Linked DNA regions of Mus musculus: region 1 is linked to region 2. A link is a contact called in public Hi-C data. All regions are on one chromosome and are shown on one strand. The core of a region is the stretch at or near the end of the contact, and the rest is flanking DNA. Distances in the headings are between cores, read along the strand shown. Region 1 has its middle 11 kb from the start of Gm31871. Region 2 overlaps Fli1 (Friend leukemia integration 1).

Region 1 (6,618 bases), core at 1,179-3,678, 94 kb after region 2:
TAACTACAAAACATATTACTCTCCCCAAAGACATTCTTAGCCATCACGTGAATTAGAGTTTATTGATGGATAAAGACGAATAGTAAAATTATATGAGCTTAGACTTCAATGAGGAATACTTTGAGATAATGAAGGAGGGAAGTAGCTAAGCTGATCTATATGGATGGAGGGAAAATGCCTAGAAACAACCAAAAATATACATAAAAGTGAGTCATTGCTGAAATAAACTCTAGTATAGAAGAATGTACTCCTAAGAAGAGAACTTAAGTCCTTCAATTCGAAGTGGGGACCAAGATCCAATTGAGTTCACTTACAAAGAGCATATGGCGAATGCTGAGTGACTCACATCCTGACTCTTGGACATGATGCTCTGTCCTTAATGGTGTGCTTGAAACTGGACCGTATACTTCATCTCTGAGCCTGAGTTTTCTCATATGTCAAATGGACGCAATAGTAGCATTTACCTCATTGAGACTGAAATGGGTTAATATGTGAGAAGACTTCAAAATAAGAACTGAATTGTCAGAGAGAGAGAGAGAGAGAGAGAGAGAGAGAGAGAGAGAGAGAGAGAGAGAATTTCTCTGTAGTTCTGGTTGCCCTGGAGGCTGGCTGCAAATTCAGATATCCACCTGCCTAGGCCTCTCTAGTGCTGAGATAAAAGGTGTACACCCCTACAGGCTTTTACATTGCATCATAAGATTTTCAAGTTTGGAGGATAGAGCAAATTTATGCACCAGTTTGTTAACTCGAGTTAAATTTCTAAGCATTTAGACATAAGTTCTGTCCTCACACTTGTGTTCTTCATCTGGACCCTGCAAATGCTAAGGGCAGGTCTGTTTCCAGAGCCTGGCCACTGTAGTGGTGTTAGGGGACTGCCCATGGGGACCTGCATCCGAGAATGCCCTCAAATCTGAAACTCTATTCAGAATCGCTGTGTCACACAGTATGACACATACTTGTGCCTCTAAACTATTGGTATCATTTTGTTCCTGAAACTTAGAAATTACACCAATAAATGAATACCCAGAATGCCTGGAAGCAGAGTGGTTCTGGTTTTGGAATGTTTTCATGGATAGAATGAGATAGCTTGAGGACTGGTCCAAGTCAAAACAGAAAGCTCGTTAATGTTCTACACATACGTTCCACACAGAGCATCAAGGCATTTTGTGTAATTTTAAAAACGACTTTGTGCATGAAACATAGATTTCTGTGTGAGTTTTCCACTTGAGATGCCATTTAAGCTTACAAACAATTTAGATCCGGGAGTTTGGACTTGAGAATTGGAGTGGGTCAACTTGTGCTCATCTCTTCTTTCAGTGTGCAATGAAAAATGAGATTTCAGCAGAACCTTGGCCAGCGCAGAAACTTCTAAATAGTGGGGACAATCTGAATGGCTTGGTAGTGTCCTTGCTGCACTTTCGGTCTGGGAAGTTCTCGCTTTTCCACTGCAAAGCGTGGTGAATAATAATAATAATAATAATAATAATAATAATAATAATAATAATAAACAACTGAAGGCATGAAGGTCTTGGAGCAGGCCTAGCCTAAGTCAACACACCCGACTCTGTAACTTTCTGAAAGCATTGCCTTGGCTACTCCTCAACCACTCTATTGTGGTTGCTGGAGTTTAAGTGTTTGTGCCTTTGGACGATTATAGAAGTTACAGGGGACAGTTTTGCCTGGTGAAAAGATGGCTCTTCAGCTATGATACCAGGGCATAGAGCCTGCATGGGCTTAGTGCCCCCTGGGTAAGAATTCTGTATGTCTCAGATCTCTTGTCTAGTAGGAGATCTTGGGAGGAGGGGTGTTAGTGTTACGGTGCACCAAGTTAACACATTGAAAGTCATTGGAAGGCACCCATCACTCAGCCTCTCCAGTGAGGCCAGAGTTTGCCTAACCTTAGATGACGAGAATCTCCACCTAGGTTGCCAGATGGCACGCACATGTGGATTTTATGGTGGGAGTTCAGAGCCAATGGAGCCTAGACATGTATAACAAGAGTTCATATGGGTACATATGGGTACATATGGGAGATCTCTGTATCTCAGTCTTAGACAAGGATGTATTTTCTCTCAGAGTAGAGAGGTAGCTATCACAAGGATGCCATGTAAAGGAATGTGGGGGACTGAGATTAGGCTGCCATCTGCCTGTTGAGCACGTAAAGGAAGTAGAGAGGAGTCTTGCACATCAAAACACACCTCCTGTTCCTCTTTACAGTGTCAGCAGGAAAGACCCTAGCATCTGCGTCCCTGTTTCTGCCAGATTGCTGTGTTTCTTAAAACCTGAGCACCCTTTGACGTTCCTGTTTGTCTTAGCTTATGGCCAACCAGGCACTACCTATGGGTTTATGGGGCATAGGTTTATCTTCTAAGACAGCCCTTTCTCTCCTAGACTTCCTCACAAGCTTCCTGTTTCCATCGGAAGCCGTGTGTCCTGCTAAGCTTTCATGGGTTCACTGTGTGGAGTGGAGGAGCCCAGTGGCCAGAGCGCTCCACACAGCCTGCTTTCTTCCTCCCTTTCCTTTCTTTCTTCCTGTTTCACTCTTATCTCTCCACGACATTCTCCACTTGCCCCAAATCCTCACACTTCCTCTTCAGGTTCCGCACAAGGATTTCAGACAGCCTGAGGCATCCTTTATTCGAGGCCGGAACCTTCGGGGGCTGATTTTTATCATTGGATAAGGTAGTTATTCTGGTGTGTTGAAGAAAACCCATGGAAAAGCCATGGAGAATTCAATAACTCCAAAGCCCGAATCTCCTACCAAATACAGTCTGGAAGAAGAGCTTGAGAGTCCGCAATTCTTACTTAGCGGAGACAAAACATTAAACAACTTTTGACATATGCTTGTGTGTTTATGAGATGCTGAGGACCAAACTCAGGGCCCTTTACATGTTAAGCCCTTAGCTCCTAAGGTTTTAAATGTGGTAGGAGATGGGAAGTATCGGTTACTTATATTATGGAGTGAGGTAACTTCTCCGTTCCCTAACCCAAACACACCTCAAGAAAGCTGTGTAATTTAAGATATTTGAAGACTGAGGAGGGATGATATTGGAAGTCTTGTATGAACTAGGCACACCTTGTTACTTTCTATTGAGCCATCTATCCCTCCCTCCCTCCCTCCCTACCTCTCACCATCCATCCATCCATCCATCCATCCATCCATCCATCCATCCATCCATCTATCTGACAGTCCGTTGGTTTTTCTAACCACTGTACCATATCTGTCTATTATTTACCAACAGGGCCTCTGAGCACCTGTCATTTCCAGATAATACTCTTTCTATTTTCTGGTCATTCAAGAATAAGTGTGCAGCCATTGCTCGTATGGGACTCAAGGACATAGCATACAACCCTGAATTTCAGCAAAATGTGTCAGGAGAGCAGGGACATACAACACCTGTCCTGGTGACAGTCTCCCAAGATGTTTCAGCTGAGCAGGAACTGGAAGGGTGAATCTAGGATTCCTAAGTAGAGACAGCAGTAGGGTGGCGTGGGGTGAGGTAGGGTGGGGTGGGTTTCAGGCAAAATGGTAGGAGAGCCCTGGCAGGACTTGAGGAGAGAAAGCAGCTCCTTGTGTGGTGGCTGAAGCATGTGCAAGGGACATGAGAAGGCCACAGGTGTCACTGTCCCAGGGTGGGATGGAGGAGTCATTAAAGTGCAGGAGGGAAAACCTCATCTCTGTTTCCACAGATCAGTGACACGATGCTCACAGTTTCCAATATAAAATCTACAATTTTATCGATTAGAGAAATGAAAAGAAAGTCATTAAAAAAAAAAAACTTCACAGGGAAGGACGAAGCAAACATCGAGGAAATTCTGAATTTTCCTTTGATCTGGGTGTTTTGGGGAATTTTGTGTTCCTGTTCCGGTGACATCCACACAGTGATCAAACAGGGAAACGAGGCAAATAGGGGTGTGAAGTTAAGATAGAGAGTGAATTCAAGGTCTAGTAATTCTAGTCTAATTTTCCAGTATGGATTTGACGGTAATTAAGTTAAGCTCAACTTGCCAAAGTCAAAGCTGCTGACCACCCTCTGTCTCGTTGGTATTGATCCTTTTGCAAGAGAAAGGGAAAGACAGGAGGAAGCTTCCCGATTCTCCAAGACCACACTGGTCTCTGCTGGAGGGGTGGTTAGCCATTCCTCTGTGTGGTTAGTTATTATCAGGGCAAAGTCCTAAGAGTATCACATGTGGGTTGTATACAGTGACCCATGCTTTTATTGCTGCCACGGAGGAGGGTGGGGGCCTGCAATAAACCAGAAAGAAGGGAGACAGAGAGCGGCTCCTGTTGCCTTGTCCCGGAGAGGGGCACTTCAGCCACCTGCAGGGGAATATAGCTCCTGGGCGCTTGAGCAGAGAAGGCTGAAGCAGAAGCTTCCTCACACCAGTCAGAATGGCTAAGATCAAAAATTCAGGTGACAGCAGATGCTGGCGTGGATGTGGAGAAAGAGGAACACTCCTCCATTGTTGGTGGGATTGCAGGCTTGTACAACCACTATGGAAATCAGTCTGGCAGTTCCTCAGAAAACTGGATATAGTACTACCGGAGGATCCAGCAATACCTCTCCTGGGCATATATCCAGAAGATGCCCCAACTGGTAAGAAGGACACATGCTCCACTATGTTCATAGCAGCCTTATTTATAATAGCCAGAAGCTGGAAGGAACCCAGATGCCCCTCAACAGAGGAATGGATACAGAAAATGTGGTACATCTACACAATGGAGTACTACTCAGCTATTAAAAAGAATGAATTTATGAAATTCCTAGCCAAATGGATGGACCTGGAGGGCATCATCCTGAGTGAGGTAACACATTCACAAAGGAACTCACACAATATGTACTCACTGATAAGTGGATATTAGCCCAAAACCTAAGATACCCAAGATATAAGATACAATTTCCTAAACACATGAAACTCAAGAAAAATGAAGACTGAAGTGTGAACACTATGCCCCTCCTTAGAAGTGGGAACAAAACACCCTTGGAAGGAGTTACAGAGACAAAGTTTGGAGCTGAGATAAAAGGATGGACCATGTAGACACTAGCATATCCGGGGATCCATCCCATAATCAGCTTCCAAATGCTGACACCATTGCATACACTAGCAAGATTATGCTGAAAGGACCCTGATATAGCTGTCTCTTGTCAGAGTATGCCTGGGCCTAGCAAACATAGAAGTGGATGCTCACAGTCGGCTATTGGATGGATCACATGGCCCCCAATGAAGGAGCTAGAGAAAGTACCAAAGAAGCTAAAGGGATCTGCAACCCTATAGGTGGAACAACATTATGAACTAACCAGTACCCCGGAGCTCTTGACTCTAGCTGCATATGCATCAAAAGATGGCCTAGTCGGCCATCACTGGAAAGAGAGGCCCATTGGACACGCAAACTTTATATGCCCCAGTACAGGGGAACGCCAGGGCCATAAAAGGGGAGTGGGTGGGTAGGGGAGAGGGGGTGGGTGGCTATGGGGGACTTTTGGTATAGCATTGCAAATGTAAATGAGAGAAATACCTAATAAAAAATGGAAAAAAAAAAAAAGATTAAAAAAAAAAAAAAAAAAAAGAAGCTTCGGAGGCTGCAGTTGGAGCATATGTCCAGTAGGGGGCAGACTCCCGAGAGTCCTGGGCAGTGTAGCTCTGCCCCAGTTAACACTTCCAGAAAGAAAAAATCCTGGTGGTATCCCAATGCTGCGCTCTGTAGGCAGTGCATGAATGTTGATGAGAAATTCAGGAGGATTGTCTGAGGCTGACCTGGGCTTCCACCTGGGCTCTTCCACGGCGGATTTTTCTACTCGTAGTGAAGACAGATTCTCACACATCTCTGGGCTGAACCTGTTTGCTCTAGGTCGATTCAGTCTATTGTCCCTGTGGCTAATAACAGATCTCCGGGGTTAGCTTTTGTATTTCAAGATTCTCAGCATGTCTGCCGTATTCTTACACTACAGACCCAGCGGAGCTGTTACTCAGGGCAGCGGGTATGGCTGACCTGACCTTGTGTGTGATATAGAGTTAAGTCCTCCTTATCCTTGCACACCACAGATGGCAAGTCGTCCCATGAGCTTCAAGCCTCGGCAACCTCATTTGCTGAACTCAGGGCCTGGTTCCTCACCACTCTTCCTAACAAAGTGACAAAGGCTGCTGACAGAGCCCTGGGATTAAGCCCACAGCACGAGGTACCCATGACAGCCTTTTTTTTTTTCCTTAAGAATTCCAATAGTCTGTATTGAATCCTAGGCCAGTTGGGCATTAAAGTAACTTATTCCAAAATGTGTGCATTATACATCAGCTACACTGAGCCATGAGGCTTACACCAAGACACTTGGTCATTGCTGTGACCTCTATCCTCACCCTCTGTGCCCTCTTTTGCTTCCAACTTTGTTATTTTAAAAATGGTTTATTAAGCCAGGCGTGGTGGCACACGCCTTTGATCCCAGCACTCGGGAGGCAGAGGCAGGCGGATTTCTGAGTTCGAGGCCAGCCTGGTCTGCAGAGAAACCCTGTCTCGAAAAACCAAAAAAGGTTTATTAAAATAATTTATTTAACTTTTATTTTATATGCACTGATGTGAGGGGGTCAGATCCCCTGGAACTGGGAGTTACAGTTGTGAGCTGC
Region 2 (6,264 bases), core at 3,078-5,577:
GCTCCACAACCAACGTAGGAGGCATCCATGGCCAAAGTAATGGATACAGTAGTGGTAGTGCCTGCTTGCATATACTCTGTTTACATAATACGGATTTGGCAAGTGACAGAAAAAGCCATGCAGGGATCTGATTCATTAGCTAAAATTCACTTATTTTGAATTTGTCACATATGAGTGTGTGTGTGTTCATACATATATACATATACCCATTTATTCCTTTTAAATTCACAAATATATCTTCTACCTTTTGTTGTCCTTAGTTAGGTTAGTAGGTGCTTTCCATGTCAGATGAAGAATAATAAACACTGTCATAGGATGAAGGAAGAGCCACCAAGTCCATCTCTTAAACAGCTTAGCTAAAACAGACACGGAAAAACATCCAGAGAGGCAAAGACAGACATCCAGAGTGCCTGGCGATCTATCTCTACACTCTATTCAGGAATATTCCAAAGAAATTTTCCTCACACATCCTTCTATGAGCTGGGAGATTGAAACAAGACAGAAGAGAAGTCCTGGATTTCCTGCTCATTCTCAGCCCTATTAAGCTGTGTTTTCTTTTCTGAGAGAAGGGCACAAGATGTGGGGCAAAGAGGCAGTAATTTCCCAAAGACCCATCCCTCTTTTGCTTTTGTCCTGCCCTGGACCTTGAAAGGACAATTTCAGTAGCTGATGAATGTTGCTGGAGGTGATGGGGAAAAGGAATGTCAAGTTTCCCGTCACTTCTCATGTTCAGGGGGACCACAGAGCGGCTCCCAGACTAGTGCTCTGCAAAGCTAATCTCTGGCATATCCGCTCCTCAGGGTCACCGTGGGCAACACCGGAGCTTTGGCATTTTGCTGCATTCTTTTCATAACGACATGAACTTCCTTCTCTTGTCAACCTGAGGGCATACAAAATGCTGACAGCTTTCTTGGGAGCAGAGCTTGCTGCCTTCATTGCTTTGGGAACCATTCTGCACAGGGAGAAACATCAGCCTAGAGTGGGAGTCTCCAGGGCGCGATGAACTTCGGAGAGGGACCCCGCTGTGCTCTAGGGCGAGCCTTCTGATTCCCGAAGAAGGAATGAGAAGATAATTTAATGGAAAGTAGGATAAGGAGGATCATGTGAAACACCTGTCAGTCACCAGTTACTAAACTTAATTCCAGTTCCCCTTAACGGCTATCTCCATATGTACAGTCTTATCTCCTCCATTAAGAGCCAGATTCTATTTCTCTTCCCTTTTCTCAGCAACTTTTCTCATTTCTGTTACCAAAATACCTGGCAGGAGGCAAATTAAAGAGGGAAGTGTTTGTGTTGATTTGTAGTTTAAGGTGATCCCATCCATCATCCTGGGCAGGGTATGGTGGCAGTAGAAATGAGGTGGCTGGTCACACTGCATTCATGGTCACGTTGCCAAGAAAGACAAATGCTAGCATCCAGGTCGCTTTCTCCAGTCGGATCCCGGCCCGTGAGATGGTGCTATTCATATTCAAGTTAAAGCATTTTTCATCAGTCAGACCTTTTCAGAAATATCTCCACAGACTCACCCCGAGACACACGCCCATGGTGACTATAAATCATCCAAATTACAATGCAAGTTAACCATTATACCCCTGAAGCCCGATGGAATTTCATGGTTGCGTCAACAAATTCAGGGTCATAGAAGTTCTCTTGCTTGACCTCAGAGGCTAGATGATAAAAAGTACTAATGCCTCCACCCACTTCATATTAGTCCTTACAAATCAGCATCATGTTATGAGGAAGTCCAAAGAAGTTACTAAATCTGCATGGAAAGGACCACATGCACACACAGAGAGGACCTACGGTCATCAGCCACCAGCCACCAGCCAGAACTGACCTCCAGATTATAACAGCAAACCATTAAATAGAGTGGATGGGGGCCACTGTAGTTCGTTCAAGCCTAGGCTATAGGTGTGAGCCACCACACATGGCTATTTAACCTTTCTAACTTAAAAGTGTGAGCCAGGTAGTGGTGATGCACACCTTTAACCCCAACACTTGGAAACCAGAAGCTGAAGGACCTCTGTGAGTTTGGGACTCATTTGTGTGTGTGTGTGTGTGTGTGTGTGTGTGTGTGTGTGTGTGTGTGTGTGTGTGCTAGAAAATCCATACTCAAAGGGTGATTGAAAATCCCTTGACTGTGGTTTTTACCAGGATGGACCAGATGGAGAAACTGAGGCACAGAGAATAACTATTCCAGGTTCACACAGTGAAAGGGAATCAATGTTGGGATAAACTCCTCTAACCACTATATTGTAGAATTACTCTCTGGAAAGGACAACACAATGGACATCAGGTGACAACAGCTGTTGTAGCTCAGAAACACAGTCCTCACCTAGGTTAGTAAAACCCTATGTTCATCTCCGGTGCCATAAAGCCAAGCACCAAACAGACAAGGACCATTTTTTGTTTGTTTGTTTGTTTGTTTGTTTGGTTGGTTGGTTGGTTGGTTGGCTGGTTGGTTGGTTGGTTGGTTGGTTGGTTGGTGGGTTGGTTGGTTTGGTTTTTCAAGACAGAGACTCTCTCTGTAGCCCTGGCTGTCCTGGAACTTGTAGAGCAGTCTGGCCTTAAACTCACAGAGATCCTTCGACTTCTGATTCCCAAGTGTTGGGATTAAAGGTGTGTACTCCCCCACCCCCGACTCCCCCAACTCACACTTTTAAACTAGACAGGTTAAATAGCCAGGCCTGGTGGCTCACACCTGTAGCCTAACGCTTGGGGATGCTTAAGGCTAGACAGATCCAGAGTTTGAGGACCCAGTCTAGGTTACTTAGCAAGATCTGTGTCAAAAAGTAAAGCTAGAATAACTATTGTTTGATGTTCCCAAGACAATTTTGTAACCATAACCCTTTAAAATGTAAGTTGGGTCCTCATGCTACCAAGACGGAAACCAAACCTTAAAGAGACCCAGGACTTGCCTGGGGTTCCTCAGCTCCAGAATGACAACTCCAGTTGACTGACTGCAGGGATCATACGCTCTGCAGCCATTTTCAGTTTGTCCCCTCTAATCTCAGGCTGCACACACACAGGCAGACCCTTCTCAGAGCCCTGGGAAGCCTGGCTTGCCCTAGTCATTTCCTTGGTCACCAAACTCCCTTTTGAGACTGCTCTCTCTGCTAAGAGGATGTGTCCCCTGATGATCTGCCTGTAGGAATGGTTCACAGTCACTCTTGTAGAAGTGGATTAGTCACAGGGGCACCCAGTTCAGGCCCTCTTCCTCCCAAGTACTTATCTCTCTGGCTCACCCTCTCTTTTCTTCTCTACTCTCCTTCTTTCTTCTGTTTCTCTCTTCTGCCACTTAGGACATAATATCAGCACAAGGCCCCCTCTCCAGTTCATGCCCTTTGGCATCTTCCAGTCTGCAGAACCCATAAGGCCAACTTTTTTTTTTTTTTTAGCACAGCCAGCCTGTGGCATTGTGCTAGAGCAGCACAAAACATCCAAAGACACCATCCCTGTCTCAAATTGCCACTTGCTGGGGAGGCAGCTTCTGCAGTGGATGGTCCAGAGAGGGGTGCTCCCCTGATTGCAGTGACAGTGGGATTCCTTGCATATGAAAGGATTTCATTGGGATTAACAAATTAGGATGATGGGCCTAAGTGGGTTCAAAGGACAGGATCTCTGTGACCTCTCAGGGGATGCTACACACCAGGATCCAGAGCCCAGGCCTCTTCTAACTGTGCCTCCAGTCAGCTGCTTCTCCATCTCTCTCTGGGCTTGTGTGTGTCTTTGCCTGTTGACTTTGAGTCCTCGCCATTACTTTTTGACTGCAACCACATTTAAAGGGCATTGCTAAAGATCAAAGTTAAACTCTCCTCCCACAGAGCATGATCATACTGCTGAATGTGGAAACTCACAGGATGGGGGATTCTAGACCTGTCTGTGTCCCAAGAAGAGAATGTTTTGCGCTACGGTTTTACTTTCTGTTTCTCTCTCTCTCTCTCTCTCTCTCTCTCTCTCTCTCTCTCTCTCTCTCTCTCTCTCTCTCACACACACACACACACACACACACACACACACGGAGGTTGATGCTAGATATCCTTCTTGATCACTCTCATTTTTTTATTGAAATTTTTTCATGAAGTATGTTTTGATCATATTACTTGCCCTTCCCTCTCTTTTTGATCTGGCACTCATCACTTTGGCAAGACTGGTTGGCTGGTGAGTTCCAGGAATCCTCCTGTCTCTGTGTTTCTAGAGTTAGGGCTATAGACAAAGGCCTCCTCATCTGGTTTTTATGTGGGCGTTGCGGACCTGAACTCGGGTCCTCATGCCTGCACAGTAATTCAGGTATTGACTAAGCAATCTCCTTAGTCCCTGCTTTCTGTTTCACCTCGATGAATCTGACCTCGCAGAAGTCTGCCTTTTTAAGAAGGCAGTGGAGACACTGGGGTTGATAGAGCTCTGTTGCACTTAAATCAGTGGTCTTCAGCCTTCCCAATGCTGCAACCCTTTAATATAATCCCTCATTTTGTGGAGACCCCCCAACCATAAAATGACTTTTGTTGCTACTTCATTACTGTAATTTTACTACTCTTCTGAGTTATAATGTAAATATCTGAATTTCCCAATGATCTTAGACAACCTCAAAAGGAGTCATGAACTCATAGGTTGAGATCCACTGGCTATGTCCTCCCATCTGACCACCAGGCGACAATCTCTCCAGATAACAAAACTGGAGGTGATCTAAGGTGGACCTCCATGGTGCCGTGGGACTGGGCAGGATGAAGGCAGGCTGTTGACTGACTGGGGTTAGGAACTTTGAACTGTTCTTCCCTGTTCTGCCAGGCCTGATACCGGGCAGGATTAAAAGCCTGAGTGCTACAGGAGGAAATAATAAAAGAGAATTCTCAGTTAAGAGGGCAGAATTGGGTCCCACAGGCAAGTTTGGCTCAGGTGAGTTGTACTTGGGAGGTTGCTGACACACAGTAGAAGATGTGATTTCTGTCTTGCTGTTGGGCTTTGTCCTGCCTGTTTTCTCCAGATGGCAGTAGCAGTCATATGAAATACCAGAGAACTGGTTGTTTGTCTCCCCCAAAGCCCAATCAAGACCTGAAGAGATAACAGAAGACTCTGAAGATGGGAGGAGAGAAGGAGGCAGTGTAGACCTGCCAGCCTGCTCTCTCCTCAGGGGCAGAGGCTTGTTCATCAGGGGATAACATGCTTGCTGCCAGTTTGCTTAAACATTGAGGAGAGGAGATAGGATAGGTGGCTGGAACTCTGGGGTATTGCTTTGACTCCTAGGGCCACAAAAACTTTCTTTTTATTTCCTCATATACTGATTCTGATCTAATCAAGAGAAAAGCAATGTCAGCCTTCCAGATCCTTTCCTCCTTCCTTTGCTTGAACACTTCTCAGGATCTAGTAGGTATACAATCTGTTATTCTGAGGAATAAAAACCCCAGAGCATGATGGGAAAGGCAGAAATCCTTGCCTCCCTCTCCTTCTCCCTCTTTCCCTCCTCTTCACCAACACCTCTACCACTAACTGACATCTTCTTTCCGCACTGCAGCATTTTTGGAGAAGCTTTGACCTTTGCTCTCCATCCCAGCCTGGTCCTCTTTTAAAACAAGCCACATCCGTTGGCTATTTCTAATGCAAAGCCACTGAGCACTCTTTTTTTTTTTTTTTGCCACTGAGCACTCTTGTCAAACAATCACTGGAGGTCTTTTTCTTAGAAACTACAACCTGAACCCACAATTTTCTCCTGTGACAGTTACCACGGCAACCAGACTTCTCAGACTCACCAGAAGCCCTGAAGGAAACAAGCACACAAGGGGGCCCTCTGCTTCCACCCCTTCACTAACCCTGGTGGAACCACCTAGAACAGTAATTCTCAACTTGTGGGTCACGACCCCCACAGTGGTTGCATATCAGATATTTACATTACAATTTATAACAGTCGAAAAATTACAGTCTTGGGGTAGCAAGTGAATAATCTTATAGTTGAATGTTACCACAACATGAGGCACTGTATTAAAGGGTCACACAGTATTAGGAAGTTGAGAACCACTTCCAAAGAAGAAGGGAGAGCCAGCCCCATGAAGCAAATCCCCTTGCTCATAGCAACTGATACCAAGGGCTGAGCCAATGGGCTTAGTTGGTACTCTTCTGGGAGATTGCCAGTTCAACTGGATGGGCTGAGCAGGCATAACACCAGTGTTACTCCTTTCCTCCTGAGGTGTGTAGAGGAGAGATCCCTGAATCCACTTCCCAGGTCTTTCTGGCTCTTTCCTTTGTATGATTCACGGCTGGGAGGCAGGC

What was found. A called contact is a pair of places that touch in the nucleus more often than the background predicts.
Region 1: a contact with region 2 is called in a Hi-C map of CD8 T cells, with 4 times the contacts expected there. The contact joins two enhancer-like sites. A contact is called at or near these places in 1 of 15 datasets of contacts at CTCF or cohesin (pro-B cells), 15 of 484 Hi-C or Micro-C datasets (B cells, CD4 T cells, CD8 T cells and 8 more) and 3 of 115 datasets of contacts at active chromatin or transcription factors (CD8 T cells, astrocytes and memory CD8 T cells).

Annotation. Positions count from the first base shown.
Region 1 is chr9:32,579,898-32,586,515 of GRCm38.p6, forward strand. No RefSeq gene overlaps it. Among named protein-coding and RNA genes, the nearest start is that of Gm31871, 11 kb to the right of the region's middle. Within about 2 kb of position 2,429, at least 9 of the 459 cell types and tissues checked have an H3K27ac peak or open chromatin away from gene starts, as enhancers often do. A contact at or near this core is called in CD8 T cells, where this site is marked.
Region 2 is chr9:32,483,769-32,490,032 of GRCm38.p6, forward strand. The region is part of intron 1 of Fli1 (Friend leukemia integration 1); the gene reads right to left. Among named protein-coding and RNA genes, the nearest start is that of Gm22060, 40 kb to the left of the region's middle. Within about 2 kb of position 4,328, at least 19 of the 459 cell types and tissues checked have an H3K27ac peak or open chromatin away from gene starts, as enhancers often do. A contact at or near this core is called in CD8 T cells, where this site is marked.